7 separate regions of the Mus musculus genome follow, and all the other regions are linked to region 5. The links are chromatin contacts, called in public Hi-C and HiChIP or PLAC-seq maps. All regions are on one chromosome and are shown on one strand. The core of a region is the stretch at or near the end of the contact, and the rest is flanking DNA. Distances in the headings are between cores, read along the strand shown.

The links. HiChIP or PLAC-seq counts read pairs in DNA pulled down with a chosen protein or histone mark. Hi-C and Micro-C count contacts between places; a contact is called where the count stands out from the background.
Region 1: a contact with region 5 is called in a CTCF HiChIP or PLAC-seq map of the NIH/3T3 cell line, with 5 read pairs. The contact joins two enhancer-like sites.
Region 2: a FOXA1 HiChIP or PLAC-seq map of pancreatic cancer cells shows a contact between it and region 5. The contact joins two enhancer-like sites.
Region 3: an H3K27ac HiChIP or PLAC-seq map of T-cell acute lymphoblastic leukemia shows a contact between it and region 5, with 2.5 times the contacts expected there. The contact joins two enhancer-like sites.
Region 4: a contact with region 5 is called in a Hi-C map of the C2C12 cell line, with 2.5 times the contacts expected there. The contact joins two enhancer-like sites. A contact is called at or near these places in 1 of 15 datasets of contacts at CTCF or cohesin (the NIH/3T3 cell line), 3 of 484 Hi-C or Micro-C datasets (the C2C12 cell line, adipose-derived mesenchymal stem cells and bone marrow-derived macrophages) and 2 of 115 datasets of contacts at active chromatin or transcription factors (T-cell acute lymphoblastic leukemia and large pre-B cells).
Region 6: a contact with region 5 is called in a FOXA1 HiChIP or PLAC-seq map of pancreatic cancer cells. The contact joins two enhancer-like sites. A contact is called at or near these places in 1 of 15 datasets of contacts at CTCF or cohesin (the NIH/3T3 cell line), 1 of 484 Hi-C or Micro-C datasets (uterus) and 1 of 115 datasets of contacts at active chromatin or transcription factors (pancreatic cancer cells).
Region 7: a RAD21 HiChIP or PLAC-seq map of pro-B cells shows a contact between it and region 5, with 17 times the contacts expected there. The contact joins two enhancer-like sites. A contact is called at or near these places in 2 of 15 datasets of contacts at CTCF or cohesin (large pre-B cells and pro-B cells), 3 of 484 Hi-C or Micro-C datasets (the N1E-115 cell line and uterus) and 1 of 115 datasets of contacts at active chromatin or transcription factors (T-cell acute lymphoblastic leukemia).

Annotation. Positions count from the first base shown.
Region 1 is chr15:62,078,318-62,081,675 of GRCm38.p6, reverse strand. All of the region lies in intron 1 of Pvt1 (Pvt1 oncogene), which reads right to left. Among named protein-coding and RNA genes, the nearest start is that of Pvt1, 42 kb to the right of the region's middle. Within about 2 kb of position 1,870, at least 192 of the 459 cell types and tissues checked have an H3K27ac peak or open chromatin away from gene starts, as enhancers often do. A contact at or near this core is called in the NIH/3T3 cell line, where this site is marked.
Region 2 is chr15:62,117,573-62,120,856 of GRCm38.p6, reverse strand. The region is part of intron 1 of Pvt1 (Pvt1 oncogene); the gene reads right to left. Among named protein-coding and RNA genes, the nearest start is that of Pvt1, 81 kb to the right of the region's middle. Within about 2 kb of position 1,671, at least 64 of the 459 cell types and tissues checked have an H3K27ac peak or open chromatin away from gene starts, as enhancers often do. A contact at or near this core is called in pancreatic cancer cells, where this site is marked.
Region 3 is chr15:63,254,013-63,257,419 of GRCm38.p6, reverse strand. No RefSeq gene overlaps it. Among named protein-coding and RNA genes, the nearest start is that of Gm41335, 100 kb to the left of the region's middle. Within about 2 kb of position 1,454, at least 4 of the 459 cell types and tissues checked have an H3K27ac peak or open chromatin away from gene starts, as enhancers often do. A contact at or near this core is called in T-cell acute lymphoblastic leukemia, where this site is marked.
Region 4 is chr15:63,650,900-63,654,185 of GRCm38.p6, reverse strand. No RefSeq gene overlaps it. Among named protein-coding and RNA genes, the nearest start is that of 4930449C09Rik, 66 kb to the left of the region's middle. Within about 2 kb of position 1,440, at least 38 of the 459 cell types and tissues checked have an H3K27ac peak or open chromatin away from gene starts, as enhancers often do. A contact at or near this core is called in the C2C12 cell line, where this site is marked.
Region 5 is chr15:62,697,301-62,700,610 of GRCm38.p6, reverse strand. No RefSeq gene overlaps it. Among named protein-coding and RNA genes, the nearest start is that of Gm41333, 30 kb to the right of the region's middle. Within about 2 kb of position 1,815, at least 72 of the 459 cell types and tissues checked have an H3K27ac peak or open chromatin away from gene starts, as enhancers often do. A contact at or near this core is called in the C2C12 cell line, the NIH/3T3 cell line, T-cell acute lymphoblastic leukemia and 3 more, where this site is marked.
Region 6 is chr15:63,338,513-63,341,986 of GRCm38.p6, reverse strand. No RefSeq gene overlaps it. Among named protein-coding and RNA genes, the nearest start is that of Gm41335, 17 kb to the left of the region's middle. Within about 2 kb of position 1,421, at least 70 of the 459 cell types and tissues checked have an H3K27ac peak or open chromatin away from gene starts, as enhancers often do. A contact at or near this core is called in the NIH/3T3 cell line, pancreatic cancer cells and uterus, where this site is marked.
Region 7 is chr15:63,599,529-63,603,108 of GRCm38.p6, reverse strand. No RefSeq gene overlaps it. Among named protein-coding and RNA genes, the nearest start is that of 4930449C09Rik, 120 kb to the left of the region's middle. Within about 2 kb of position 1,363, at least 38 of the 459 cell types and tissues checked have an H3K27ac peak or open chromatin away from gene starts, as enhancers often do. A contact at or near this core is called in T-cell acute lymphoblastic leukemia, pro-B cells and uterus, where this site is marked.

The sequences.
Region 1 (3,358 bases), core at 621-3,120, 620 kb after region 5:
TAATATATTCCTTTGTGTGGCCCAGAGAATTGTTTTCCAACTGACAAGGTCAGCAAATAACTTGAGTTTAGTCCCTAGAATCCACATGGTAGAAGGAGAGAACCAACTCCTGAAAGTTGTCCTCAGACCTATACACGTGCACTGTGGCATAAATAAATGCATGCAAGCACTCACCACACACGGATTGTTTGTTTGTTTGTTTGTTTGTTTGGAGACAGGGTTTCTCTGTGTAGCCCTGGCTGTCCTGGAACTCACTCTGTAGATCAGGCTGGCCTCGAACTCAGAGATCTGCCTGCCTCTGCCTCCCAAGTGCTGGGATTAAAGGCGTGAGCCAACACTGCCTTGCCACACACGAATTCATACGTGCACACATAAATAAAATAAACATAATAGGATATATTTTTATAGTGTCACTAAAAATGAATCCCGAGGTAGAAAAAAGGAAAGGATCAAAAAGGTAGGTCCAGATCACAGAGGCAACTGTTGTACATCAGTTTGTGAAAAACTACTCACATGGCCATCCTTTTTGAAAGGCCCCAATGCTGGATGATGTCCTTAGAAAATGAATCATTCCTGGACACAAGAGAGTTCTGAAAGCTTCTATCAAAACCAGAAATCTGGTGGCATAGCCTATAACTGCACTAGGAAGACAGGGAAGGGGGGATCAGAAGGTTGGGAACAACCTTGTTCTACAGCAACACTCTATTAGAAATTTCCCCATCACCATCTGCCTTTATGCTACTATTCAAAATGCCCGCCTTCGAAGCGTGTCCATACCCAAAGCTCTTTCCAGCTCACTCATCACCTTCCATAGAAGGTAACAATGGCCTCCTAATCATCTCTCTAGTCATGAGGTTCCTGGTGAATTCAAAGGATGACTGTTTTCCATCTTGCCCTACAGATCTTTGAGGTCTAGCCCATCTGGCCCCAGTGGATAAGTGGTGGCTGAACACTGGACCACTTCCACAAGTGGCTCACATCAGCACTAACACATGGGTCATCAGCCTTACCTAGGAAGCCATAAAACAGACTCCTTCCCAAAGGATGGGTTAGGCTTTAGAACTAGCACTAGCCGGCAGAGGTGACTCCACCAAAGCCACATGAGCAGAGGAAAAGTTCTAGAGCCCAAACCCTTGCAGTATGTCCTGTGCTAGCACAACTATGCAACCAACCATCTTTCCACTCAGGGTCAGCTAGGGCTCTATCTCCAGTGCTACCGGACAGATACAGTATATACAGAGTCCTCCCTGCCAAGCTCCTAGCTGTTCCCTGCCCCCAACAGTTGAAAGCCCTCCTCTATCAGAGGCCAGATCGGGCCTCAGCATTCAGTCTCACCCCATAGAGAGCCTAGGCCTTCTAAAGACATTTTTATTTGTCTAAAGACATTTTACCTTGGGAGTTGGCTTCCTGCACTACAGGACAGCTGCCTTAAGAGGAAGACTCGAGGCAACCAGATTGGGTGGGGGTTTGGGGGAGGGGTGCTAAACTGAGTCAGGCAGGTCTGAGCATCAAATTCTAGATACTCTGATATTCTGACTTATGCTTCTCACTCTGCCTCTGAACTGGTATCATCTACTAGACCCCATTCCTTCAAACACCAAATGGGTATAAGGACAGTGAGATTTAATACACAAGAATTCTTCCACTTGTTCACTAAAAAAAAAAAAAAAAAAAAAAAAAAAAAAAAAAAAAAGATTGAATTCTCAAGGTAGCTTCAGGATGCTCCCAAAACACGCACGATACAAGAAAGTTGGCTGATCTTCCTGAGACGCACCTAGGGCCCAGGAATCTGCCCTACTTCACTCTTGCCCCAGCTTGCTTAATCACCGCCCTGGCTCCCTGCCTGTCAGCCAGCTGCTGACTTGAATTGAACTTTTGGATTCTGAATCCTAGCTGGCAGCCCGAGGTGTGTATCACTCCCTAGCCTACACACATAGGCCTAGAAAGGAATCAGGGTAAAAGAGTCCTTGAGGAGGACAGAGAGGGTCAAATGCCAGTGTGAACTGCCTTTAAATGCCCCAAGAGTCAGGACAGCCCATCTGGGTCCCACACAAGGGCTCACTGTTGAGTACACAGCTGTACCACTTGTGACTCAGAGAATGACTCAGCAGTCCACTAGAAGAGCATGCAGAAAAGCTTTTGAGTCACTTCTAGAAGGGGGGGGGGGGGGTGTGCCAAGCTACCAGCACAGCTCAGTCCAGAGGAATGCCCTCCCCTGCCAGCCTTGCCCACTGCCTGAGATTCATACACTCGGTATCCCAGCAGGGGCACGTGATGGGCCTGACACTGGGCCAGGCCAAATAGGCAGGGGCAACAAAAGTCCCATTTCCCGGCTGGGATGAGATCATTGTGAAGCGGGGGAGAAAGGAAGCAGGATCCAGGACCCAAGAAGGGGTGGGGATGGCCAGGAAGTCAGCAAGCATCCCTGCTAGGATAGAACAGGGAACAAAGGGGCAAAATAGAGCCTGGGCCCAAGGGCACAATGGGACCCCCAGTGTAAATTACTCTGAATGGCACACAGACTCAGAGAGTATCTTGTACCACCCCCATCCCCAACCTCCCACATTTCCCTCCTTCTTCATTCATCTTTATTTATTAGAACTCAACTTTGGTTACTCAGCCCAGCAAATACACCCCTACAGAAAGCTTCTGTCACAACCAGCTTGAGTCAAGATATACTGTGGAGACCTCTACATCAGCATGCCCCTCCCCTCCCGCAGAGTCCCTCTATTCTATTCCTTCTTTATGGGACCTGTGCAGCTCCTGCTGCAGCTCTTCCATACAGACTTCCAGGAGAAGTGAGAAACTTGCTTTCTTTCTCAGCAACCTCTAGGTTGGCAAAGTCACAAGAGCATTGCCCTACAAGCTGAAGAGCATGCTCTATATTAGAGCAAAGGCGGGCCAAGCCCCTGGAGGGATCACTATCAAAGAGCATCCAGGTCATTCACTTAAGGCTGGGCATGGTGGCCACATACCCTTGGCCCCAGTGTTTGAGAGGCAGAGGCAGGACAATCTTTGAGTTAGAGACTAGCCTGGCCTTCATAGCAAGCTCAAGGACAGCCAGGACTACTTAGAGACCCTGTCTCAAAAATAGAGAGAAAGAGAGAAAGAGAGAGAGAAAGAAAGGAAGGAAGGAAGGAAGGAAGGAAGGAAGGAAGGAAGGAAGGAAGGAAGGAAGGAAGGAAGAAAAAAGAGGGAGAGAGGGAGGGAGGGAGGGAGGGAGGGAGGGAGGGAGGGAGGGAGGGAGGGAGGGAGGGAGGAAGGGACCAGAAGTTGAGAAAGGTAGGTAGTCACCTATGTCTTCCTGATAATAAGGAATGGCCAATGGCCTCAGCTCATTTTACTCAGCCTTGTTTTG
Region 2 (3,284 bases), core at 422-2,921, 580 kb after region 5:
GGCTGTTCCTCTGTGTTCTGTTAGCTTTTAAAGAACTCGGCTACCCCCGTCCTACAAGTACACAAGGCATCCTGTGTGTCTCTCTACAACTTTTGATCAAAAATTTTCATAATATCTTACCCCTTCAGATGTCTGGTCTCTGTCTGTGTCACCCTTAAGAGGAATCACAAAGGCACCCCTAAAGCCCCTCTTCAGCTTCCTTCCTTCCTTCCTTCCTTCCTTCCTCCCTCCCTCCCTCCCTCCCTCCCTCCCTCCCTCCCTCCCTCCCTCCCTCCCTCCCTTCCTTCCTTCCTTCCTTCCTTCCTTCCTTCCTATTGTTTTTTTCCCCCTAAGCCTAGATGTCAATTTATCCAAGCTGGCCTTGAATTTCCTATGGAGCACGAGTTAGATCGATCTTCAATCTCAAAGGCAGATTATAAACATGTCTTCCATGCTCAGAACTACAGTGAAAGGTCCCATCCTGTGTGCATCTACTGAGTGCTTCAGTGATCAGCTGTCCCTCACCCCACAGAGATCCCTGCACATATTGAACTTGTTTGTGCCTGCATCTCCTCCATGGTCCTTGAACCAATCTCCTAAATTAGCTTGGAGAATAAAGAATCTAGACTCCTATGCTACCAGAGCACAAGCTACAAATGGCCAGGTTAGGTTCACTCTGCCTTCATCCCATGCCCCACACCCACACATCTCTGCAAATACCTTCATAACTACATGGCTGCTTTTTCATTGAATTTGAGGAGCAGGAGGTAGGACTTTTGGGAATGATCCTATGAATACAGGGGCAGCAGCCACTTATTCCCTCAGTGGTACTCTGGATCAGAAACAGCCGCAGAGAGGAAGAAGAAAAGGAAGAGATGGCCTGTGTAGTCTAGTACACACTCATATACACTTAAAAGTGTCAAACAGGGCTCTGGAGAGTTCTTTGGCAAACATGAACTCACCCCAGATAAATGGCTCTGAATAGGCAGTGGATCCAAAGCTACCACTTCTCCCCGGAAATGTTCAGTCTCATGGGAGAGACAGGACACCTCAAAGAAAAGGACACAGTGGCCGTGAGCTGAGAGGCAGAGCAGCTGAGTCTGTCAAGGAAGCCAGAAGGGGATTTACAGACACTGTGGCAGGTGTGAAACCAAGATCAGGTGGAGACGGGGATCAGCTGGAAGAGTCAGGAAACTAGCCGAACAGTCTGCTGGATGGCAGCTTTGGTGATGAGGCTGGTGTACCTCTGAGACAGCGTTCCTTACTTCTTCACTGGGACACTGACGGTGGTGGCCTCTTCTACTACACCTCAAGGAGTCTTTCCAAGAGTTGTAACACACTGCAGCCCTCCAAAATAGAGTGTCCCATCGGAAGTCCCATGAAGGGTTAAGAAATGGATGTGGGAAGATGGAGAAGGCAATTGCATCCATGCCCCTAACAGACCAGCCTCCGAAAAACATGAAGCCCTAGATGCCAGAGAATGACTGTGCCCTGTAGATTTGTACTAAGCTTTCACCTCGATATATCACCCAAAGAAAGAAAACTGGGAGGGGGGTGCGAATTCCAAAAAGATGACGCAGCCCTAAAAATCAAGATAGAGAATGCCCCGAGCAACTCATAGCACGGAATAACTGAAATGGAATTTCCTCCCCGTCAGTGGAAGGCACAGGTTCTCAACTCCAGCGAGGGGGGCCCCGGAGCCAGCCATGTGAATCAGCTCCTTGTTTGCAGTTCCAGGGAACCAGAGTCAGGAAGGGGCTGGGTGTGGAATGTGTACTTTCTTCAGCTATCACTCTCCCCCCACACACACACACCCCTCCCCTTCTGTTTACACCCTCAGTAAGACTGCGGCTTGGGCTACCCCACATGTAGAATCGCTGAGGTGATCATTCAAAAGAAGTCCTTCTGGGCTGGGAAGTAACTCAGTACAAAATCCAGAAGAACTGGATTCGATGCATAGCACCTAATAAAACCAGACTATGTGGTGCAAACTTGTGATCACAGCAACCAGGAGATAGAGGCTGAAGCTTAGAGTCATTCTCTGCTGTCCATTAAGTTTGAGGCTAGCCTGTGGTACCTGAGACCCTGTCTCAAGTGGGATGGGTTGGTGGGGGGGGGGGGGGACTAGACAGGGTGCTGATTTAAACTGGTGAGGATTTAGTAGGAAAATGCCAGAACTTTCTGGCTTCCTCTCCTCAATCTGATCATTGGAGGCGCCATGTAATCAGCTAGGAATCCAGGAAAAACGGTCTGAACTAGAGAGCAAGGAGCAAGCTTCCTCTTCCACCAGCCCTGCCTGTCACACCTGCATTCACTGTCCCCTAGCAGACAAAAAGGCACAGCCTCCAGTCATCCTCCTGAGCACTGGCTGGCTTAGGTTTATGACTTCCAGAGACTGCGGGAGAGCAGTGACTATAAACAGAAAAGGCCCTGTCACTTCCACAGGCTTCAGGTATCCAGCCTCTTGCTGGTAGTCAGAGTGTCTTCTGAGGGCCCTTGATGTCTGAATCTGCAGGAAGCAGCAACCTGCCACCTACGGACTAAACGTGGACACTTGTTGGGTAGCAAGCAGATGATGGAGAAAGGTGTGTCCAGAAGCCCCAGGGAAGGGATCCCATCTTAGAGTGCGTGCTAGCTGGGGACTGGACCCCTCCCATCTTCCATTTCAACACTTGCAGGATGACGATTATACAGCTTTTTCACCTTTGGAACTGCTAGGAAAATTAAATCGAACACTGGCACATTGGGAATGTCCAATAAAGTAGAACATGTAAAATCCTGGACGTTGGTGTCCACCCAGACACCATGCCATTTGATATATATGTGAGAACCGGGTTCACATCAGCCCACAGAAGCATCAGGAAGGCATTGGCTTCATCAGACAACAAAACTAAGCCACTTTCCTCAGTCTTACATGGGAAGCAGAGGGCATCAGATATGTCAGTTAAGCCGTTTATCGCTGGTTCATCACACCACGGAGGGGGGCCAATCTGATCAGCCCCACCTGAATTCCCCCAGTTTTCTCTTTCCCCCTCCCCGTTGTTTGTCGTTATCTAAACATTTATCATCCCCAGGAAGATGCAAATGCTATGTGAATTCACAATGCACTGTCAGCCGAAACCCTCCCAGCCATTTGGAGGATTTATCTTCGTGCTAACCAGGAGAACAAATGAAACCCAGGAAAATCTTAATTAACTCCATAAGCATCAGCCGGGTATTTCTTCCCCCCAGCTCACCCCCATCTTGTGGTTAATCAAGGAAGACTGGGAAGCTACAAAAACAACCTACATAGTTATGACTAGGTA
Region 3 (3,407 bases), core at 205-2,704, 560 kb before region 5:
TTCTGTAGAAAGCCAGAGAAGAATTTTTGAAATTATTTCCATCTTCTTATAGAAAAAGGCACATATAGGACTCCTAGAGATGTCACAGCAGAGGTGGGAGACACTTTTCACAGTGGACAAGTAAGGTGCGGGCCTTGTGTGCCATCATGGCTTTCCTTGCCACTAGTTAATCCTGCTGTGGTGGCATTAAGTAGTCACAGAACTCATGGACATGAACTATGACTTAGTCACCGATTACAAAATGTTACTCTTCTTTGGATTTTTTTCTTTTAAAACAGATATATGACCTTTGCTTATTGGGCTTTCCAATAAGTGATCAGTGTTTAATCTTTGAGGACCTTTTCCTATTGTAATGGGTTAACTCTTAGGCTGGGTTGTTGCTTATCAGTTACAAGGTCCTGGAGTCACTGTGACTCTTACATGAACGGGCTGGATGTGTTTCCAAACTCACACTCCAATGCTTCTTTTGCATGGTCAGAGAAAACCCCCTTTTCTTGGCTTCTTGTATTTCTATCCCTTTCAGTCAAATTCTGTTTTTAAAAACAATCTAGGGGCTGTAGATGTAGCTTAGTGGTAGAATATCTGTCTAATGTGCAAAGACCCTGGGATTAATTTCTGCATAGAAAATAAGTAGTGTATATTCCTTTCCCATATCAAATTGTTTCTTCCCAAACCAACTCCAACAACATTTCCATCTCTGGCTCCCCCTCCTCCCACTCTGACTACATGAAGTCTTGTCTTAAACTAGACAGGTCTTTGTAAACCTTTTACCCACTTGTGTGTTATAGAAGTTATGCTATGGGACTTAGACGCTATGTCATGAAAGACAATATAGCATCTCCTTCTTTGTTGTGAACCCTGAATCACTTAAGACGTTTGTGGAACATGTCATCTTTCTAGTACTCATCAGAGTTTTCTAAGGTAGAGTTAAGTTTTGCCAAGGAAGAGAGGTCTTTTATTACATAGCTAGAGAACATGTGTACATACAGAAGCCATTTCCCAGAGAGTAACTGAGGATTTGGGAACAGATCTCCATCTCCAGCAAACCTGTGGCCAGTGAAGTATTTTATTCATGAGAGTGGAATTGGGAGTGATGACAAATGCAGAAAAGGGAACACGATCATGAAAAATCTCAGACACACATTCTCTATCACTGGATGTCCACAGATTGTAAAGTGTACATATCTTGTTATATTACTCTCCTATAGATAATTCAATAGTCCATATATATATATATATATATATATATCAACACATAACTATATATTTACATATACATGTGCATATATATTTTTCTTTCATAATTCTCCCCCCTTTTTCCCATCAGAGTAGAGTACAGTGCAATTACCTCTTCGTTCATCTTGATCATCTCTTTCTTTTAGGCAGACTGCAGGGAACACTACTTTGAAAGCCAGATACCACAGATAAACTCACAGCTGGCCCAGTGCTGGTGCCAAGAACTCCTCTGTGCTCCAACTGAGAAACACCTGCCTCTGTAGGCCACAGACCCATCCCTTGAAACACCCTGGGAACCCCATCTCTGAGCATCCTCCAAGCTGTTATCTTGACACAATCACCAGGTTCAGGGTTTTTTAATCTGGCAGATTAAATCTTCATGTGGAAGAGGAGAAAGATCCCATCCTTGTAATTTTTCACCTACACCATTTCTCAGCTGTCTCCGTTTAACCTGCCATATTTATGGCCCAACTGTAATTTAGAAGAACACTTAGAAAATGCCAGTTTCAAAGGACAGCTCTGTCAAATTGCCTCTAAGAGTAGCTTTCTGAGTGAGTGCAGTGAACTGTGGTGAAGCTGATGATTTCAGTCAATTAGGTTTCAGACCAGACATTTTTTTTAAAGTATTCTGAAAGAGAGAACACATTTGGGAGGTAGAATCAAACAGTTATCACCTAAATGTAGATCAAGGAGGAAGAAATAACAAAAAACCTATTCAGGCTTTTTATAGATGCAAGTGCAGCAAAGGTCATTTGAGTGCTGCTATAGTGTGTTCATTCTGCATACAGTAGAAGTCACCAATTTTGAAGGAGGTCTAAAAAGTCTATGTAGACAAATGGGAGATCAGTAGGCATTTGGCAAGCATGAGTGGCAGGAACAATCTTAGTGAGATATATACAGGGCAGGTATACATCGGGATGCAGATGCTGAAACAGCCAGTTAGCCAGGAATCACATGTCATGGAGTCATCATGTGAGAGCTTGGATCAGAGAGGATGAGTGATCTAGAAAGGAGTAGGACCAATTTCAGGGGAGAGGGCTAGCACTCATCAGTGGTAATGCCTGAAGTGGAGGATCAGTGGGCAACTACTATGTTACTTCTCCATTCCCACTTTCCATTATTTAAAGGTGCCACCCAATGGCCAACTCCACTTGCAAACTTACTGGTAAGAGTACCACACTGTAGGACATAGTGTCACAGAATACAAGAAGTAGAAGGTCAGTTTAAGAACAGCATGCAAATGAAGTCACCTGCCCACTGAACAACTGCGCCCTCTCCTTCGTCAAATCTTAAAATTCTTTAACCTTCATTAACTCACTTTTAAAGAAAGTATTTAAATTCTTTACTGGGCATAAAATTTGAGCAGTTGAGGAATACGTTGGGAAAAAAAGAATGTTCCAAGAGTTTCAAATGTTAGATGAAAGTAACTCCATTCCTAGGCAAACAGAAATTCATAAATATGCATGGAGACTTAGATGCAAAAAATGTGTATCTTGTTTATGCTATTGAAAGTTGGAAGAAACTGAAAGTAAAGGTAATACACCCAGTATTTGGGTGTTTTAAAATAGGTGATTTCTGCTCCCAAGGCTACTGTATTCACTCAAGGCAGAATACAAAGGATCATAAGAATAGAATGGAGTGCTATAGAGATGGCGGGAGGAGCAAGGACAGTCAATGAAGGCCTCTATTCAAGCAACAAATGCAATGCAAAGAATACAGAAATGCTGGGAGACAATTTTCACATTTATATCTAAATGTAAAATTTCAAGAAGAAATTTCTTCTTGACGGAAAAGGGTAATAAATTCATTTGTTCTCAGAATCACTCAGAGAAACACTGTGTTTGGGAGGCAGGCTGCTGAAGTACAGACTATCCAGCGATGACGTCAGGGTGATTAGAACCTGCCAGTGTAATTAGAACCTAAGTGACCTGCAGTTCCTTCCAATTCTAGTTCTGCTTCTGACAGTGAATGCCCTTGATAGTGCCCTCGTGCCAGTTTGGGGTATGTATAACCAGAACCAGCTTCCATGCACTGGCACTGAGTACTTCACAAACAGATGAGTAGCATTTCTCTCCTAGGATGAGAGACTCTGGGGAACTCACTCCCTGGCCTGGCTAGTTTGTGGTCTTGGTGTTCACTGTGTCCCCAGCTACAGCATCTTCAGTTTCCAC
Region 4 (3,286 bases), core at 191-2,690, 950 kb before region 5:
GTGTGTGTAATCATAGGTTCTCATATTAATTCCCCTGGGACCACAACATTCCCAGTTGGTGTACACGTAGTGCCACTACATCCTTGGACTGACAGGTACTTTGGTTCCATTTTCTGGTCTAATTCTCTGGCTGATATTTGGGTCCATCTTTCTACGATCCTCTCAACTGTTCTAACGACACAAAGTTCCATTTTGGGAGTTGTACCAGGCCACCTTGGGAAAACAAAATCTGTCTCCATTTCTCAATTGCCATTTGAGGGTCCAGCGGAAAGAACACAAATTTGAACAAACAGTATTTCATTGTATATTCAACAGAGAAACACACTCTTGTATGTCAACATTACGAGGAAGGCTGAGGATAGCTTTATAGTTTCTCTGAGGAAACGATCGTTCAGTTGGTACAAACGCTTATAGGACTTTTTATCTTACTCTTCATAGCCACTGGTCCCTGAAGAGAAGCTCTTTTATCACACTGGATTTCTCTGTTTCCCACTTGAGAACCTTAACCCCTTGGAGTAGGATCTATGCGCTTTGTAATCCAGAAGTTTTTATTCGGATACCATACTCATTTCTATCCTGGCACATGTTAGCAAGAGAAGAGTAAAAATTGTTAATTCATGGGAGAAAATAACAGCATTAATGAATGTATAGATTTACAAAGACACACATATACCATACTCATTTCTATCCTGGTACATGTTAGCAAGAGAAGAGTAAAAATTGTTAATTCATGGAGAAAATAACAACATTAATGAATGTATAGATTTACAAAGACACACATATACCATACTCATTTCTATCCTGGTACATGTTAGCAAGAGAAGAGTAAAAATTGTTAATTCATGGAGAAAATAACAGCATTAATGAATGTATAGATTTACAAAGACACACATATACCATACTCATTTCTATCCTGGTACATGTTAGCAAGAGAAGAGTAAAAATTGTTAATTCATGGGAGAAAATAACAGCATTAACGAATGTATAGATTTACAAAGGCACACATCATTGGATTGCTTTTGAACCCCATTCTCACTCCCCAGTCCTGTGCACCTAGGAGATACAGCATATAGCTTAGGTTGTTATGTATGCAAGGGGATTTAGAAGAGATCCTTTGGAGGAATGTCATATTTTAAAGATGGAGCTACTTTAAAAAAAAAAAGAGTCTCTCTGACCTTGAGTAAGCAACTTTATACACCATCTTACATGGCTGGTTTTAAATTGTCTGTTAGAGGCCACAATGGTAGCTGTTCTGCCAGGCCCTGAGACTGTTCAAGGGATGAAGCGAGATAATGCAGGTGAAGTCTTAAGTACTGGCTTAAGGGCAGCTGTGTGCGTAGTGTTTGAAAAATGTGCGCACTGGGAGCAGGAGGCTTGATTTCAAGCCTCCAGGCTGCACATCTTGAAGCTGAACTATGTTCAGGGTGAATCAAACAATTCCAAATACTGGCAGCAGGGGGCGCTCTTGCACTTTCCTTAGATTGTCCTAATCGGCTAAGAGGAGGAAACAACTTTTTGTCTCCATTTTCTAATTTAGTTCTTGGGTCCATTTGGGTGTGGAGGACAACATTGTGTCCGTTCACTGGGATGGTCCAGCCCATGAATTTCCAAAATGGCAGCAGTCTGATCTAGATTGATTTTGTTTTTATCTGTGCTTTGTGTAGGTGCCACAGACAATCTGGGTCCCTGGTCTGGCATGTAGGACAGATAGGTGCTGACCCTGTGACCTAAATTTCACAAGAAGAGTCCAGGTCAACAAAGAGTTTGATAGTTCGAGGGGCCAAACTGTCTTCTGGCTTGTTCATGATCGACCTGTGGTAGCATGGTGTGTAGCAGTAGCGGGGATATTCTGCTGTACTGTCAGGAATGAAGATGAGATGTGGAATGTGGGTCCTAGGGGGTACATCTTAAAAGCCCTAGCTAGTGTGGATGGGTCGTTATGGGACGGCATCAATGAGTAAATGAGTCCATGTTGCATCATTGCCATCTTATCATGGACACTGGAAGCCTTGAAGATAAATGAGAAAGGTGTGAGACACATATGGCATATATGGGTTTACAGAAACTCAGCTCAGGCCTCACACTCTGGTATGCTTTGTGCTGGTCTTTGATGTGTGTGTGTGTGTCAGAGTGGGGGTTAGGGGTTTCTACACCATACCCCTTTTGTTGATACTGACAATATAAAACCAAGAGGACAGTATAAGTAATTTTCCCAATGCAACTGACCAAGTTTTTTAAAAATGTGTATCATATACATATGTGTCTATATATGGCATATATGTATATATCATATATAAAATATATTTTAGACATAGTGCCAAAAGTGTGTGTGTATATACATACATATATATATATATATATATATATATATATACACATGTATATATATGTATATACACACACACACACACACACACACACATATATATATATATATATATATATATATATTCATTCAATTCTTGGATTGCAACCAATTAAGCCATTAAAGCGAGGTAAGTTGTTCCTTTAATCTGTGAATTTCATGTGAGTTTTACTAATGTCCCAATCACAAATCATGCCAAAATGAGGAGCTGAGTCCCACATTAAACTTGAGTTTCGTTAGCCTCCTTAAGCTCAGAAAAGCTTCCTGTCTTTTGCGACAATACTACCTTGGAAGGACACAGATTGAGGTATGTTGTAGACTCTTCCTCAAGCCAGTTTTCCCCACGATGCCTTGTGATCAGATTCAACTCCCGCATTTCTAGCCCCAGCATCGTGGAAGGGCTACTGTGTCTTTTCAAGCACTATGGTGGATACACATAATGCCAGCTTCCCTCATTACTGGTGATGTGAGCTATTTGCCTAAGGTCCTTTCTGCCAGGCTTCTCTGCTGCCAAGGCTCTGAATTTCCCTTTGTAGCTAATGCGTAGCCCTATTGGCAGACTCTTCCCGTGGCTGACTTCTGCCTCCCGTCACACAGCAGTACCTTGTTTGTTCTCACCTTGATGTTTCTTATATGCATTGATGATGGTGAACAGCCCAGCAAGTGCGCCTGTTTCTTCCCTTCCTCCCACTTTTGTTCTCAGTTGTACATGGCAAGGAAAACCAATTCCTTCTTTCATATTTCTCCCAGAAAAAAAATCCTCTTTATAAGAGTTCACATCCTTGAGCACACATGATAGGAGCTGGTAGCCAGGCCTTAAAATTATGCTCTTTAGCCTTATGGACTAGTAGCATTTTTCACATTTGTGCAGTGTACCAGACAACACGTAAGTACTATGTCCTTTTGTTGCAAACAAGGAAA
Region 5 (3,310 bases), core at 566-3,065:
AGTTTTTGTTTTAAAAGAAGTTAGATATAGTAGGCTCTAAAGCCCTTTCCAGCATTGACTCTTGTTTAAAAAAAAAAAAAAGATTTTCTATGCTGGGTAAGAAATAATCAATTTTGGCCAAATTTGGCTTGATATGACCCATAAGACCATACCTTCCTGAATCATGTGTGAAAGATAATTCCTGATCAGTTTTTGCAGGGAATATCCCTAGTATAAGTATAGCTATTGGTATCTACAATTCTGTTCTTTAAGCTTTGTTTCTCCTCTTTTCCTTTATTAAACGACCACTGCTCTGAATGTTCAGTTCAAGAGCAAAGTGGGTGCTTCATGAAACTTCCACTTGCTTCGTCCATTGTGTTTGCTTCTTGATGTCTAAGTTCTTGTGAGTTAGAAACCCTCATGCTCTGTCCTGAAAACTGCTTCTTCCCAAACACTCTCCCTGAGGCATGGGGAATTTAACCTCATATACTCATCATTTCAGATGCGACCAGGCATCTTCAGACCATTATGTTTCTATTGGAATTTGGAACAACTAGAAAACCAGTGATGCTGAATTATCTCAACCCTACCACCAAAGAAACATCGCAGGAAACGTGCACAAAACAAAACAGCTTCCTTTTAGGCTCACATCTCCTCCTGGCAGTGGGTACATCAAACGCTAGCGAGCCCTTTGTCCTGGTGCCCCCACTAGATTTTTCTCTTCAATCGATTTGACTTTGGGAGAAACAAAGGTCTTTAAGTATAAAAGTGAGTGACAGAGAATAGGACACATCACTATCCCTCTTGTTACAGCATGGAGGTTTAGTATTATAAGCTCATAAGGATTTTAGAAGTACTCTTTACACACCTTTTGCTTGATAGCTCTGGAAACTGAAACCAGATCAAACAGAAATTTAATTTCTTATTTTTTTCTGCCCATTTCTCTACACATTGACACAAACATACACATTACACATGCACATAAACACCCAGTGTCCCCCTAGCCCCCCCTCTCTCCCTCCCTCCCTCCCTCCTTCTCTGTTTCTTTCTTTCTCCCACTGAATCTTTAAATTCAACCAAGTAAGTAAACCACAAGTATCAAGAATGCAAACATCTTATGAGAGATGCAATGATCTTCATGTTAAAATCTGATGGGCTGTCACATTAAAATATAGCAAAGTGAATAGAAAAGAGGACCAGGAGTCCACCTGATGTAGCTCTAAGGATGTTTTCATGCCCATCCACTGAGTGAACCTATATAACTTAGTTAATGCCTTTGGGTCCCATTTTCATCTCCTAAAGGAAGAGTTTTAATTGTGCCTCACAGTATTGCTGATGGGTTCACACCAGATTCTAGGTGTGAAAGTGCTTGCGCTCCATCTACATGTAAGAAAACACACAACAGAAGTGTCTTTGGGCACACAAGGTGAGGCTCAGAAACCCCCAAAAGATGAAGTGTTGCTAAGTGCTCCAGTGAACTAAAGCTAAGTAAACAGTCAGAAACCATCAAACCTTCAACAACAAACCGATATTTGGGCTAACCACACCCAACTCCTACAGCAGCTTGCAAGGTACATACAAGGAAAAATACCATAACTTTGTGGATTTCTGGGTGGGAGAAACATATCTAGGAACACAAAATGACAAGCTACTAGGCTTCAGGAAGTAGCAGGTGTCCCCAGGGAACATCAAATATGAGTCAACACACCTCTTCTGGTTCCTAAGTTTAACTGCAGGCCTTTGGAAATAGAGAGGCCATTCCTAAGGCTTATGAGGAACCACAAGACCTGCTTTCTCGTGTGTGCAGCCTGAGACTCTGAGCCATTGTCCCATGGGAGGCCACTGGCAGCCTCAGACAGAGCAAGCTGAGTTGGGATGAGCCATGATACTGAGTTCCAGTAAAACCCACAGAATGTTCTGAACTTATGACTAAGTCTGAGCAACATAAACAAGCTCCAAAAACCACCTCAAGAAGGGTGGCTTTGGTGGTGTGGCCTGGTAATCTCTTTTCTCAAAGGAAGGAAGGAAGGAAAGAAGAAGAAAAGGAGAGAGAGACAAGAGTCAGAGAGACCTAGAGAGATAGAGATAGGGGCACAGAGAGGCACACAGAGACAGAGAAGAAAAGGTCTTGTTTAAAAGAACCAAGATATTCTACTTTACAGTTTTCATTTTTTGATAGTGACGTATCTAGCCCCCCCACTTTTTTGATGCTAATCTCTCTGTTTTGAGCTCTCACAGGAAAGTAGTTAGCTGTGAGTGCTGGAGCCCAGGGCATCCTCAGGACCACCATGGGGCCTGGGTGGGGTTGAACAGATGGTGTGCTTGCCTGCTACTCCCTTGAGTCAGCCAGAACAGCTTCCTCTTTTATTGATTTTATTTTATTGGCCTTCCTCACACTTTATTGGAGAAATACGTGTATAACAAGCTCCTGCTGTTTTTCAAAGGAAGAAAGTATAAAAGCAGAATAAATAATGATATTAGCTCTGAAGTAGCAAGAACTAGTGGGTACTTGTTGAATGTGTGCCAGGTACTGCTTTCAATTTAAAATCCTCACATGACCCCAGAAGTGAATGCTCTCATCAGTACCCTCCTAGAGAAGGGCAGAATAAGATACAGAGAATTTGAATGACTCTACTTATGTGAGTAAGCCAATCATTAGCTCAGAATATAGTTCCTACCAGCAGGATTGATGTCTGCCCATGTGTTCTTATCTGATACAGTTTATTGACTCCTTCACCAAGGCTTGACTTGTGTTTCTATTCTCAAAGTAGACCCAAGGCTGTTGCCTGACTTCCCCTTTCTATCCATGGTCTGCACAATGTTCGGCCTACATTCAGATACTGTTCCTTCAGTAGAGTTTCCCCTGGATACTTCATTGAGAAGGAGGCTTCTTCTGGTCAGTCTGCCTCTCCTTTACTTTGCTCCATTTTTATTCTTAGCATTAAAAAAAAAAACTGATCTGCAAAATCTATGGGCTCTGTGTGGTCTTTGGTCTATGGACCTTCTTAGCTCCTGAGATCAGTGACTTTCTCAGTTCCCCAGATCACTGTCCATCCCTAACAACTGAATTACAACAAAGGCTTGAGGAAATAAACATGTAAGAGAGTATAACAGTTGTCAAGGAAAGAATAAAGAAAGATATGTGGCAAGGAAGATCACTTGGTACTGACTGGAAAACCCAGAATGAGAGGTCTAATAACTTAAGACTAGAATCATGTGATGTGGAATGAGACGACAGATGATGCTTCATTTATTCTTTTGTTTTTGAGATAAGGGTCTCAGATTCACAATGTTTTTGTAAGGATTAGGTGAAGCAGGATGCACCTGTAAA
Region 6 (3,474 bases), core at 172-2,671, 640 kb before region 5:
TCTCAAAGGAAGCAAACTGCAGCCTGAGATAGTGCAATCTTCATCAGCGGAGGTGCCCAAGCATACTAAGAGAAAACCCTTGATAAGGATGCCAATCCAATCATCCAGTAGAGATCCAATCATCCAGTGAGTGCTTCAAGGAGATAACCACTATTCTTCTCGAATATTCAAGAGTTGGAAAGTTTTGCAAATACATGCTTGCCAAGATTTCCTGAGGAGTGTAAACTTTCAGAATTAGTGTCTCAAAGTAAGTTCTAAAAGCTGTATCATCCAAGAACTGGACCTGAAGCTAGCTAGAACAGTGAGTTCTCAACCTTCCGAATGCAGTGACCCTTTAAATAAAGTTCCTCATGTCGTGGTGACCCTCAAACGTAATTTTGCTACTGTTATGACTAGCAGTATAGATATTGGTCTTTGGGGGTCATGACCTACAGGTTGAGAGTCATTGAGCTGGAAGGAGAAGGCTGGGGAGGGTGTAGAATAAATAATTCCTTACCTTTGAATCTTAGCAGTTTACTTAGAAGCAAAGGCTCATGGTTGTGTATTGACAGAGGGCCACCTATAGAATTCTAACCTGGAGATGAGCCCATGATTTGTACATGGTAGAAGATCTCCATTTTGGCTCAGTAGTACTGGCTCTCTGCTCCAGAAGCCTCTGTTTCTATTTTATAAAAGTGGTTTCCCAGGTTTAAGACTTATCTGAATCAATGGGAGAGCTCAATAAACCAACTGCACCTTCTCATTCAGTGCATTGAGGCTAGAGCTTGCAAACTTTCCTACCCCAGTGCTGTTCTTGCCTCTGCTTTCACCTTTTAGGAGACTACTCTCTGGGAACCATTGCTCTAACAGGGGCTTCTGGTTCAATACCATAAGCCTTTGTTTATATGTCTAGCTTCTCCTTGCTTATCTTTGTTTTACCCCCACCTAACCCACCATGGGTTTCTTGATAAAATTTTACTGAGGAAATGCATTGAAAGAAATATTAGTTTTCTAGAAGTTCAAAGAGGGGAAAGAAATCATGGGAATCTTTCAGAAGAGAAATCCTGTGTTGTCACCTTTCACATAGCTGGAAGCATGACTCATGCAAAGACATGCCTATCTTTGCTGAAAAGCAAACACAGACACACCAGTTTTGTGTGTCCTGGAATGTGCATCAGAGACGTCTCCTTATCACCTCTTCCTCATTCTTTTTCTGTCTCTTTAAATAGATGGTCACCACCACTTCATGCAAGGAAAGTATTATTTAGAGTGTGGAATGCAATTTGCTTCTTCCCAGAGTTAGTTCCCTTCGGACTGTCTTTGGATGAACTTTGCAGTCTTCACTGAAGGGGGAACCCTTTCCCACTGTTCTCTGGGAGAGCCACGGCTTTGAAGTCACAGCTGGCTTGACTAAACTCATTTCCTCCCTCCACAATGTGCCTCTGATGCAGTGTTGGCTGAGGCTCCCCCTTGCCGGCTCCTGCTATTGAACCAGACCCAAGTGCAATGTTTAATGTGAGTGTTTGGCTTGGCTTGAATTTGGCCAAATCATCTGTACTTCGTTTCATTTGAAAGCTCTACTTTTTTTTTCCCTCCCCGTTTCTCTCTCAAATAGTTCATTCCAGATGTTTTTGATTTGTCTTTCTGTGGTCCACTCCACCCAGTTCCTAAATCAGTAAATCATTTTCATGCTTCTTCCAAAATCTAAGCAAAGAGAAGTGCTCAATTAGAAAGAGCAACTGATTATTGGTTCCTTAGGCTTCAGTGTGGCTCTTTTCTTCAGGAACTACATTTCCAAGGTAGGAGAGAATGTGACAGAACATGTAGATTCCAAATTCCTAGCATTCAGGATCAGAGAGTATGCACAATAGGGATGTGTACATAATATGAACATCCAATTTTATTGCCTAGTTCAAGGCTTGATAGCACTGTTCTTGTTTGAATGCTTTCTGTGACTCAAGTGCACATGGAGACACCCATTCTATGAGCTTATGTGTATCCTTACATGACAGAAATACTAACTAATCAAGATCCCAGCAATTTTCTCATGGTGATGGAGGCAAGGGTAAACAGATGGAGCTAAGATGCAGGGAATGGTTATTTTATTGTCATTATAAGGAGTGAGGGCCTTATGAGAAAGTCCCATATCTGACAGATTAGGGAAGCTAGAAGGAGAAAAATTGCACACATTCAGAGTTTCTCAGAGTTTAAGAATTTACAAAGAAACTCTTGGATGCAACTAGGTGATAAAGTCAGATGAAATATGGGGAAAATGCTGTAAGGTGCTGGAGAAATGGATAGGTCAGCAGTTTAGAGCACTGGCTACTCTTACAGAGGACTCAGGTTCAATTCCCAGCACCTACGTAGTAACTCACAAATGTTTGTAATTAGAATTTTGTGGATATGACTCCTGACTTCAATGAGCACCAGACATAATGTCATAATGTACTACACATGCACACACACACACACATACATCACACACACATATATCACACACACACATCACACACACAGAAAAAAATTACATACAGGCAAATCACTCATACACATAAACTAAATAAATAAGTTAAATAAATAACTACCTAAATAAGATTTCTTTAAATAGTTTTAAGAAATTTTGATGTGATGTGAATGAAATTTCTCTGACAAATTTACAAATGACTCCAGTGAAGACCTACGTGCCCTCTAAAATCTTTCCTAAAGATGATGTAAGTTCTCTTTTGAACTTGATGTTAATATGAGACTTACTGTTCAGAGTACACCAATAATAGTTTATGCTACTTATTTTATTTCATGCTTTTATTCATTTATTTACCATATGACACCAGATTATAAAAGTATGCAAATAGCTTTTAGAGGTATACATATGCTTATTTATATATTAATTTAGAAAAGAAAGTTCTAGTTATTTATAGAATAATATATTTATTTAGGATAGCAATTTTAACTTGTACGTACCATCCCTAACAATGAGTATAGTACACAATCAACTTTAGGACCACAATTAGATAGTGAAGATCATGCAAAGTGAATATAATAGTAAAATTTATAACTGATACAGGAAAGGAATATGACTCATGAAATTCAATAAAAACATAGCTTCAGTTTGAACATTATATCTAATGATATTATTTGACTTCTGAGATCAGTTGTCCAGGACACTTCTGGAAAATGTTGCCAGATTGTAATCTGAACATAATTACCTATAAGCAACCATTTGCTTATTTTATCTTTCAAAAATTTATAACAAAATATCCTGTGAGTATACAATACAACCTGTGTAAATATAAGTTAAAATTCTAGTCTTGATTCAATAATAAGACCTCTCTTCACATCTCTCTCACTAAGTTGGGTAACTTAGATGTATAAAAGAATGCAAGGATAAACCAACACTTCATCAGTTGCCCAGTCTTTTTCTTTTTCTTTTTTTTTCTTTTTCTTTTTCTTTTTCTTTTTCTTTTTCTTTTTCTTTTTCTTCTTCTTTTTCTTTTT
Region 7 (3,580 bases), core at 114-2,613, 900 kb before region 5:
GGCAGATTGATGAAACATTTGACCCTTTGATTTATCCAAAATTTCAACCCAAATCTACTATCTTGATTCTTGGCTCTAGAAAATGTGGGAGATTATGAGATAGATAGAATTTTTCGCTGGCCTCCAGAAGCAGAAAGTCCATGTGTATAGATAGGTTTTTTTTTTTTATATCAAAACTTAACAAAATTTAAAAAAAGATGGAAAAGAATACATTGAGTGAGGGAAGCTCTAAGAAAAGGGTACCAAAGGTGCAGTGACCACACAGAGAATGAGTAGAAAGGCAACTGCAAATTCACTTTCAGTTTGTTATTACTTAATCCTCAATGTCTACTCAGGGGTGCCATTTTGGGGCATTTCTCATAGTCTCCTAACTATGTAAGATGCATGAGGACAGTGGCTGTGAATATCATGGCATCACTGTCTCCTTGATGCCTAACCACAGCTCATTCAGAATTCACACTTGCTAACTGACTGTGCATACAAGTGTAAACTAACTGTGAATGCAATGGTAAGTGATAGCATGAATATGGACAGGCTATACATTGGTGAAATGTTTAGGATTCTGGCCTACAGACTTGCTTCTGGAAAAGAGATTTTCTTTTTTAGTTTAAATGCCCTGAATTGTATGTAGCCACATTGGCACCTTTCAAAAGGTAAAGGATTCTTAGACTGTAAGCGTATATACAGTCAGAAAAACTTTCTCCAGCCTCACTGGATTTATAGGGTGAGAAGAGTTATGTGAATCTAGGCCAGAGGCCAAAGTTCCTCATTTCTTCCATCACTGGCAAATTAGGGCCTCAACAAGATATGAATACGTCTGACTTATAAAAATCTGCCCTTGAAATACCAACAGCCCAGAGTCTCTGCTTGCTCTGTTTTCTTCCCACAAGGTCCATGGCATCTGGCTGCTTCAGGCACAGGTCAGTCTCTTGATACAGGTACTTCCAGTATTACTCCACAAAGTCTGTCTCTGCTACTTTCTAGCTGTGTGGCCTCAGCTGGCTGGCGTTACCCTTTAGTGACAAGATGAAGCAGTGAGGACTTCTGATGTCCACCTCAGCTTGAGTGTCAAGAAAACTGAGATCTAATTCAGAGAGAAACCTTAGCTGGCATTGTGATTTATTAGTGGACACATCTGCGAGAGGAAATTTCTCCATCCTTCTAGAAAGCGAGTCTCATTTTCACGTTAGAGCACCAAGGGCAGAGGCTGTATTTTTCTCTGCCCCTATGATGCTTGGACAGTCAAACCCTCAACGAATGTCCTTTAGAGAGGGAGCTTTGTCTGTCTTAAGGTGCCAAGGTCTTGTCTACCGAAGACCCTGTAGGGACTGTCTGTCCCCTGGTGTCCTCTAGATGGCAAGCTCAGTCCAACTTTGGAGTAGTCAGTGCCTCAGGCTGGGCAATACCCTGTCACAGAGTCCTTTATTGGGAATCCAGTTTCATCCAACGCACAATCTTCAGAATGGCTTCAAGGCTCTGCAAATTTTAGGTATGCAGGTTGGATTCCTTCCTTTGCAGGGAGATGATGGGTGTGGCTCTATAAATCTCCCACCTCCCTGATAGAGATATCTGGTAAGAGACAGATTGGATGAAAGACATTGATGACAGCCTCATATGGACTTTCTCAGTTAAATCTCACCACAGCCTACAAAATAACTGGTGGAACTATTTTTCCTCTAGCAGTCACATTCATGTACGTGATCAAACAGCTATTTCTGCACAGCTGGCTTGCTATGCCACACTCACAAAGGTGTAAGTCTCTTGCCCCAGACAATTTCTGTCTTCTTAGTGTTTTACTCAAGAAGAGCAAAGGTCAAAAAAAAAAAAATCAAGGGGGACTATGATCATCTTAATTAATTTTTTTTAACATGTGAGATAATATGGAGGGGATAGTCAGCTTGAGTCAGTGGGGCTGCACTAGTCTGAGCAGTGAGGACCAGAGCCTGAAAGTTTTAACAGAATGGGGTTTTATGTGTCAATGGAATTCTGTCTCAGCTTCCAGAGAGTCTGGTTCACAAGACACAGTCCACGGCAGACATTATAGATGCTTTCTGGCTTGCGAAATGCTTGTCTGCAATTTCTCCAGAAGCAGACTACTACTCTCTTTCTCTCTCCCACATAGTTGAGAGTTGGCTCGTCCTTTCTGGAGAAAAGTAACTGGGGAAACCCATCAATCTTATATTTATACCATTCAATATACATTCATATCCATTTAGATCTATTTAACCTTAATTTCTCTTAAAATATTCCTTATACCCTTTTACATATTTTAAATCCATTCTGACAATGTGCATCTTCAGAACATTAGTTTACAATATATATCTTACTTTCTTTTTGTTTCAGTCTATGCTTTTCCTTGATATTTTATCTAATTCTTTCTTTTGCTTCAAGGATTCTGGAATTCTGAGCTCAGGTCCTCCTGTATATGCAGCAAGCATTTTACTCATTGAGCCATTTCTCCAGCCCTTCTATTTGAAAATTGTATTACTTTTTTCTCTTATGAAATTGTTTATTTTGTTATACATTTTATTTTATGTATGGAATAAAGATACCAATGCTTGGGCCATTTGATAAGCAGGATTTGTAAATTGTTCCCTAAAATTTCTTCTACATATCCATCAAATATATATTCTATGTATAAACCCTCCCTCGTAGTGTAAGCTCTAGTTGTATTGGGGATACCACCCTATAAATGGTTATTCTACTTAACAATCAGGATAAGATAGCTACTTTGTATGGCAAAAATCTTGTATAGCAGACTGAATAGAGATTCTCTTGCTGACTTTGGAGAAATAAGATGTCAATTTGTGAGAGTGCCACATGGAAGGTCAAGGTGTGGTCTCAAAGAGATGAGCAGCCAAGTAGAAGATTGAGCCTTGTAATCTACAACCATGAGCCAGAATGAATTTGGAAGAAGAATCAAACTCCACATAAGGGCCACCCATGCCTCTCAAAATTTTACCCAGAATTGCTCCTGTCTAAAGGAAATACAGGGACAAAGAGTGGAACAGAGACAGAAGTAAAGGCCATCCAGAGACTGCCCTACCTAGAGATCCATCTCATATGTAGCCACCAAACCCAGGCACTATTGCAGATGCCAAGAAGTGCTTGCTGACAGCAGCCTGATATGGTTGTCTCCTGAGAGGCTCTGCCAGAACCTTACTGATACAGATGGGGATGTTTACAGCCAACCATCGAACTGAGCATGGGGACCCTAATGGAGGGGTTAAGGGAAGGACTAAAGGAGCTGAAGGGGTTTGCAACACTATAGGAAGAACAACAATGTCAACCAACCAGACTCCCCAGAGCTCCCAGGAGCTAAACCACCAACCAAAGAGTACACATGGTGGGACCCATGACTTCAGCTGTATATGTAGCAGAGGATGGCCTTATCTGGAATCAATGGGAGGGGAGGCCCTTGGTCCTGTGAAGGTTTGATGCTCCAGGGTAGGGAAATGCTAGAGCAGTGAGGTGGGAGTGGGTGGGTGAGTAGGGGATCACTCTCATAGAAGCAGAGGGGAGGGGGCTGGGGATTAGGGGTTTCCAGAGGGGAAATTGGGAAGAGGGATAATGTTTACAA